Linked DNA regions of Triticum aestivum: region 1 is linked to region 2. A link is a contact called in public Hi-C data. All regions are on one chromosome and are shown on one strand. Each heading gives the region's core, a stretch centred on a gene start, on an enhancer-like site or on the middle of the called end of the contact. The rest is flanking DNA. Distances are from core to core; before and after follow the strand shown. Region 1 holds the start of LOC123149375. Region 2 holds the start of LOC123154035.

Region 1 (3,410 bases), core at 63-2,562, 190 kb before region 2:
GGTGGTGTTTGTTTCTCTAGTCCTAAGACTTTTTCTAGTCCCTGAAACTTTTTGAAAAAGACTCTCAAGAAGGTGCTTCTAAGGACTTTTAGTAAAAAGTTTCAAAAAAGTCCCACCCTGTTTGGTTTGCTAGGGACTTTTTCTAGTCCTTACACCAAAAAGTCCCTGGAAACAAACACCCCTGGGCTATCTATCTTCGATCAGTCAACCGTCACAGAGACTCTGGGATATCCACCGGCGGAGTCGTTGAAAGGAACAGGTCGCACACTTTGGAGCGCCAGTCTGGGTCCGACGACCGGATGTACCCGGCGGACCTCCTCTTGTAGTCCTCGAGAGGGGCAGCACCCCCCAGCGGCGGAGCGCTTCCTCGTCGCGCAGCAGAGAGCCGACCACGTCGGCCTTGTGCCCGCAGTTCCGGTGCTTGTAGCCGCAGTAGCCCGCGGCACGCCGGAAGGTGCGAAGCGCGCCCCGCAGGTCCTGCTGGTCCATGTAGAACTCGGCTAACTCCAGGCAGCTGGTGGCGGCCAGCTGCAGGTCGCCGGTCCTGGCGAACAGCGTCGTCGCCTCCTCCAGCGCCTGCTCCACGTACTCTACCTCGTACTTGGCTGCACGCACCAAGACAACACATGGATGGATAATAACCAGAATCATGGATAGGCACACGTTACTTCGATCGGAATCACGGCCTACATATTGATAGATACACGTACGTTTGTGTTCGATCTCGATGAAGCATTTAGCAGAGCGCAGCAACGCGGTGGCCGTACAGATTTATGCACCAAGACAACGCGATGAAGCATTTATGCATCAGATCAGCCTGCTTAATTGCATTGACTAGTAGTAGTAATATTAAGGGGACAAGATGAAAAATACTGAGTAGTAAGTAAATAATTTGGCCGTACAGTTTAAGGCGATGAGGTAGCAGAGGGCCGAGTCCTTGAGGTCCTGCCAGGTCCGGAACACGGTCCCTTGCCGGAAGGCCCTGCCCCTCAGCACGCGCGCGCGCGCCTCCAGGGCCGCCGGCCCTTGCCTCTCCTCCTCGAAGAGTATTATGTCCTCCTCCTGCTGCTGCTGCGGCTGAGATCGATCGTCGTCGCGCCGAGGGATCGACATCTGTTCTAGTATGTCCTTCTGCTCCTCGTAAGCGATCGGCATCCCTTTCTCGTCCTCGTCGTGCCGGGGGATCGGTTCGTAGCCGCGGCGGCGAGCGTCGCGTCGGTCCAGGAACGACGACGCTGACGTACCCATCACGGCGGCGGCGGGTTGGGTTCAGCTGTGGATGTTCTCTGCCCTTTTTTTTCTGATGAGGGGACTGTACCTTCACCTTTCTTGGCGGAGCGGGACTGCTGCATATATACACGCTACGGGATCCACCGGCCGGGTCCTAGTCGGACGCGCACTTGACTCCTTTTTTTTTTAGGGCCGCACTTGACTTTCCCCAATTTCCTTTTTCTTTTTTACCCCAAGGAACATGTGTTGGAATTGGAGAAACCCCATACGACGCTCTCTCGTCAAGTTTTTTTTTTTTTTAGTTGGCTCTCTGCGTCAAGTTGTGGTACAAACGCACAGACATGGCGAGGCCAGCGATTAAAAGGCCCGGCCTGTTTGCTCGTTTCATTGTTGTGGTACAAACGCACAGACATGGCAAGGCCAGCGATTAACAGGTCCAGGTATGTTTTTTTTTCGTTTTTACCTTTTGCTGATTTTTTATCGTTTTGTTTGACTTTTCATTTTTTTTAGTTATCTGATTCTTTTTTCTTTATCTTTTTTCCCTTTCGTTTTCATTTTTAATTCCTTTTTATTCTCCTTTTTATCTATTTTTGTTTTTCAGAATTCTAAAAATTGTTCAAAATTGCAAAAAATGTTCGGAATATCAAAAAATGTTCGTACTTTGAAATTTTTGGTCACAATTCAAAAAATGTTCATGATATATAAAAAATGTTTGCCTTTCAAACAGGTTCACAAGTTCAAAAAAAATCCTGTTTTCAAATTTTGTTCACAAATTCAAAAACTGTTCGGGTATTTTTAGAAAATGTTCGCATACTGGAAAAATGCTCTCCTTGTCAATAAATATACATAAGTTCAAAAAATGTTCCTGTTTTCAAATTTAGTTCATAAATTCAAAAAATGTTCCCTTTTTCATATTCTGTTCAGAGTTTCAAAAACAATTCACAGATGCAAAAAATGTTCCCTTTTGTCAAACATGTTCTTGTTTTCAAAAAAAATTCCTTTTTCAAAATTTGTCGAGAAATTCAGAATAAATCACAATTTTAAATTTGTGTGCGAATTCAAATATTGGTTACATTTTTTACAAAACTTGTTTGTGTTTGTGAAAAAAAATTGGAATTAAAAAAATGTTGCTGTTTTTTAAAATTTGTGCATGAATTCATACATTCTTCCGGTTTTGAAATTTGGTTATAAATCCAAAATTTGGCCAATTTTTTCAAAACTTGTTTATGTTCTTAAAATTTTGTTTGGAATCTCTTTTAAAAGATATTCAGATTTTTCATGAAATGTTTGAAAAAAAAATATTCGGATCTGTCAATGCAGTTTGCTCTAAATTATTTCGCGCTACTTACCAATCACTAGCGCTACCCAACTCGGGTGCTTAGGTACGTACCTCAATTTGAGGTGGACCGTGAGTTCAAATTCGAGCTAATATGCCTCATTTTTGCGGTGCTTTTTTCACCACTTGTTGCTCCTGTGTTGGCCGGCCCAGGTGGAGACTACCCTGTGCGAAGCCCTGCCTGTCCTGCCGCAGAATGCGACAGATAGGAGGTCCCTTGGAATTGATCTCGTGTTTTTTTAGGTGTAACTAGGGATTTATTCAAAGTCTAAACAGTTTGGAATACAAATAATGTCCGGGACAGTCCCTAACCACACATGGTGGCCATACAAATAATGTCTCGTGGTTTGTTGGGGTCACGTGGGTTGTGTGCCATGAGAAGTCTCCCCCGTCACGATGTGTCGGCCCAATCGAACCAGGGTACTCTGAGCCGAGCAGCCGACGGACCTGGGCCTTGACGATGGCGCCCGGCAAATGATGCCACACAGGCCTTCCTTTTCTTTAAACGAAGAGCTACTGGTCCCTTTTTTTTATGTAACTTCAATACAATTTCGTTTGTGTTCGGGAGCTTGGCAACTCGTCATTTGAGGAACATAGTCCACTAGGTCTCCTCGCTAAGTGCTTCGCGGGGCGCCAAGCCCCGACAAGCGCTTCCCGAATCCGCTCAGGCTTTGTTCGGTTAATCCTCTCCCCAAAAAAATTGAAGGGGATTGGCAGGGATTGATCATATTTTGACTTAGAAGAGGTTTAAATCCTCCTCAAACCCCTTCAATCCACTCGGATTCACACGCAACCACACAAGGCCTCAGGAAGAGCCGCACCCTGCAGCATTCTTCCTTCTTCG
Region 2 (3,465 bases), core at 614-3,113:
GTGCTCGGTGCACTCATGTATATAGTAGTGGTAAGTTCTGGTTCCCTTAGAGTGGTCTTGGTGTGACTTTTAGGACCGACGAGATGCCAATGAGGAGCATGCCGCTTGCGCGTGCGAGCAGTGTGTGGCGGCTTGTGGTGGTGCTTTGCCTGGCGGTGGTGGCGCGGTGCCATTCGTTGCTGCTTGGTTCATCACCGACGCGGCCTCCAATAAGCTCGATAGGTGCGCTCATTTAGAGGAGGATCCATCCTCTTTCTCTGCTACTTCAAGCTACCATGGATGTGGATGATTTGTTGGCAAAGTTGGGGGGATCTGGCTCCAGGAGATGGGTTTGGAGAAAATCAGCAGCGACAACTGCCCATTGGCTGCCAGTCTTCCACGACGAGCCACTACCCTTTCTAGCCGAATGGTGACAATCAATTGCCTCCCAGCCAAAAGTGCGATAGGGGAGGCAGGTGCATCTTCTACATGGAGTTCGAAGCGCTTGAGAGCTGCTGCAATGGTCTTATCGCCCCAAGTGGTGCGTCCCCGACGACGACGAGGCTTCATCTAGGAAGAAGATGTAATGGACCTGATTGCAATTTTTATTTCTAGTTTAGGGTCCTTCTTGTAAAAGTCAAGGGCTTAGGTGCTATTCACCTTTCATGTGAGTCCTTGTGTGGACTTTGTGTTGTAACCGCCTTACTTTTAATGAAGCTCTAGACCCTTTGTGGCTTTTCCTGTTCAAACAATAATAACACTCAAGCCTTATTATATTTATGAGAAAATTGCAACGCTCTAATAATCCTACAAAGCAAATAGATAACCCAGAAACAAAAATCATACTCCTTCCGTTCCGAATTACTTGTCGCAGGTATGGATGTATCTAAATGTATTTTAGTTCTAGACACATCAATTCTTACGACAAGTAATTTGAAACGGAGGGAGTATTTTTGAATATAAACCCTCTACATTTGTAATTGGTTTGACGAAGCCTTTACGGCCGTTTCGTCTTGTAGGCCGAGGTCCTCCACTTGGGGTGTGTTTGGTAGGGTGTATAAGGGTGCATGAGCCCAAGAGTTCCCTTCTCAACCCACTTTTAGGTGTTTGGTAGAGTGTATGAAGGATGCATGAATCCACACTAGTTTAGCACAAATACACTAGGAGCATGCATGAAAAGAATGTTGGGTTGAGCATGCATAAAGAGGAAACAACTATGCTAAGTTGAGAATGTAACCAAACACACCCTTGATGGGTTGGCGAAATGGGCCAGCCCCATTGTTGGTACTTTGTGCGTATCGAAGTAGAACCGCGCAGTCCAACGGCTCCCATAAAGACGGAGACCCGGGCCCCACCTGCCATCGACCCACATCACGTGAAAGGGAGGCCCCAACCGTTTCCAAATCTGTGGCCGTGCAGGCGTACGTGTGCGCAGTCGCCCGCCCAGCCCACCAAGTGGGCCCGCCTCGAGTCATAGGCAACCACGCGTCCCGTCACCTACCCGCCAACCCGGTAACCGAGCCGAGGATCCGAGGACACGTAACGGCAGCCGGGACCACACGTCAGTCATGCAACTAGAACCGAATCCCCGTGAGGAGACCACGCCAACACAGAGCCGCAGCCGGGTATCCCCTCGACGAAATCGCTCCGGCCACGCAAGCTCCCTCACTGACAACGCGGGACCGCCCCCGCAGCCAGGCTGCCCGCAGCCGCGCGAGTCGCCTCGGGGTGCCCGTGGCATTTACGGCGAGGGCACCTTTCACGAGGCACGAGCACGACGCCCCGAGGCCCAGCCCACTACGACGACACGGTGGGACGCGACAGACAAACGGGCGCCGCGATTTTTTTTTACACAGAGAAGGAAAAGCAACCGTCTCTCTCTCCCCTCTTTCTCCCTCCCTCCCGCTGGCGGATCTGAACTCCCCCCAAAATCGTGACCCGTGAGAAACCCTAGCCCCCAGAGGTTTTCCGCCCCCACGACCGCCGTGGCGCCTCGCCGGAGAGCTCGGCCCGCCGCCGACGCCGGCGCCGGCCCGTCCTCCCCGGACGCCGGCGAAGATGCGCCGCTCGCCGGCGACGACGACGCGGCCGCCGGGGCCTCGCCGGAGGCTTGCGGCGTCGGCACGTCCGAGCAGGCCAGGAAGGCGCTGTCGCTGCGCTCGCCGTTCGACGGCGAGGAGGCGGCCGCCCGGAACTCTCTGCTGCCCGCGCGGGTCGCCAGATGGGCGGTGGTCGGCGACATGCGGAGGAAGCACAAGAAGGCTCAGCCGCCGGACCCGGCAGCTGCTGCGGAGCAGCCCAAATCGAGATCCAATGCTTTCTGGGACAGGATGGAGCCTTATTTCCGGGATATGACGCTGCAGGATTTGGAGATGGCAGAGCCCAAGCCTCTCTCCAGTTCCAACTGGCTCGATCCATGCCTTCTTGTGCCCTTTGTGGGCAGTGGCAAGGAAGTGTTGCGGAGACATGTTGATCCGTCTGATGTGGCCGTGGTCGCCGAAAACTCGGGTTCGAACTCGATAGAGGTGGAGAACGGCATGGTGCATAGCAAACATGATCCACATGAGAGCTCAGATTTTGTTTGGAACAGTGCGGAGCTAGTCAATAGCAATGGGGCCAGCGGAGATCACTGTGAACGGGATATGCAGGAGGTGATTTTGCACCAAGACGAGCAACCGGTGGTAATTGAACTAGATCCAGGCAAGAGAGATGGTGTTGTTTTACCAGGCCTCAGCCAGAATCCGGACTCCTCATTGAGTTGGCTCCTGGGAGCAAGAGGACGGGCTGTGCTCACTTCGGAGCGCCCAAACAAGAAGAGGAAGCTGCTGGGTGCAGATGCTGGGCTTGAGCAGCTTGTGGTCCTGCCACCCTTAGAAGGTGACTCTTGTTCAAAGTGTGATGTATGTTGTTTGGGAGAGAGTGATGCTGCCTCCAATAGGATGCTCCAGTGCAATCGCTGCAAGGTGTCGGTGCACCAGAAGTGTTATGGTGTGCAGGTCGAGCCAGATGGCTATTGGATGTGTGCCTTGTGTGAACGGAGGTTGACACAGAGTGATGCAGGCAGGATTGCGTTTATGCCTTGTGTGCTTTGCTCAACGGAGAAAGGTGCTTTGAAACCTGTAAAATGTGAGCCTGGTGGAATTGCAAATGGGGGCAACCTGAATTTTGCACACTTGTTCTGTAGTCTATGGTCACCGGAGGTTTTTGTAGAGGACATGGACTCAATGGAACCTATCACAAATATCGAAGACATCCCAGAGAAGCGGACAAAAATGGTCTGCACTATTTGCAAGATTATGCGTGGTGCATGTGTTCGATGTAGCCATGGTATGTATTTCTACTCTGTCATGTAGAAGTGTGGTCCTTGTGTATACCAGAAAGCCTCTAATTTATGGGATACATTGCACCTCATGGTATCGCTCTATAGTGAAATTCTACTAAATATTTCACCTAGTTTTCTGTCTTCTTATGCTGCTTTGTCGCACT

Evidence for each region. A called contact is a pair of places that touch in the nucleus more often than the background predicts.
Region 1: a Hi-C map of leaf shows a contact between it and region 2, with 3 times the contacts expected there. The contact joins the promoter of LOC123149375 here to the promoter of LOC123154035 in region 2. A contact is called at or near these places in 3 of 5 Hi-C or Micro-C datasets (all in leaf).

Annotation. Positions count from the first base shown.
Region 1 is chr7A:129,297,757-129,301,166 of IWGSC CS RefSeq v2.1, reverse strand. LOC123149375 reads right to left here and starts at 1,312. Exons shown (of 3, transcript XR_006474613.1): 1 at 903-1,312; 2 at 711-817; 3 at 1-605.
Region 2 is chr7A:129,108,227-129,111,691 of IWGSC CS RefSeq v2.1, reverse strand. LOC123154035 reads left to right here and starts at 1,863. Exons shown (of 18, transcript XM_044572846.1): 1 at 1,863-3,306. The coding sequence starts at 2,220.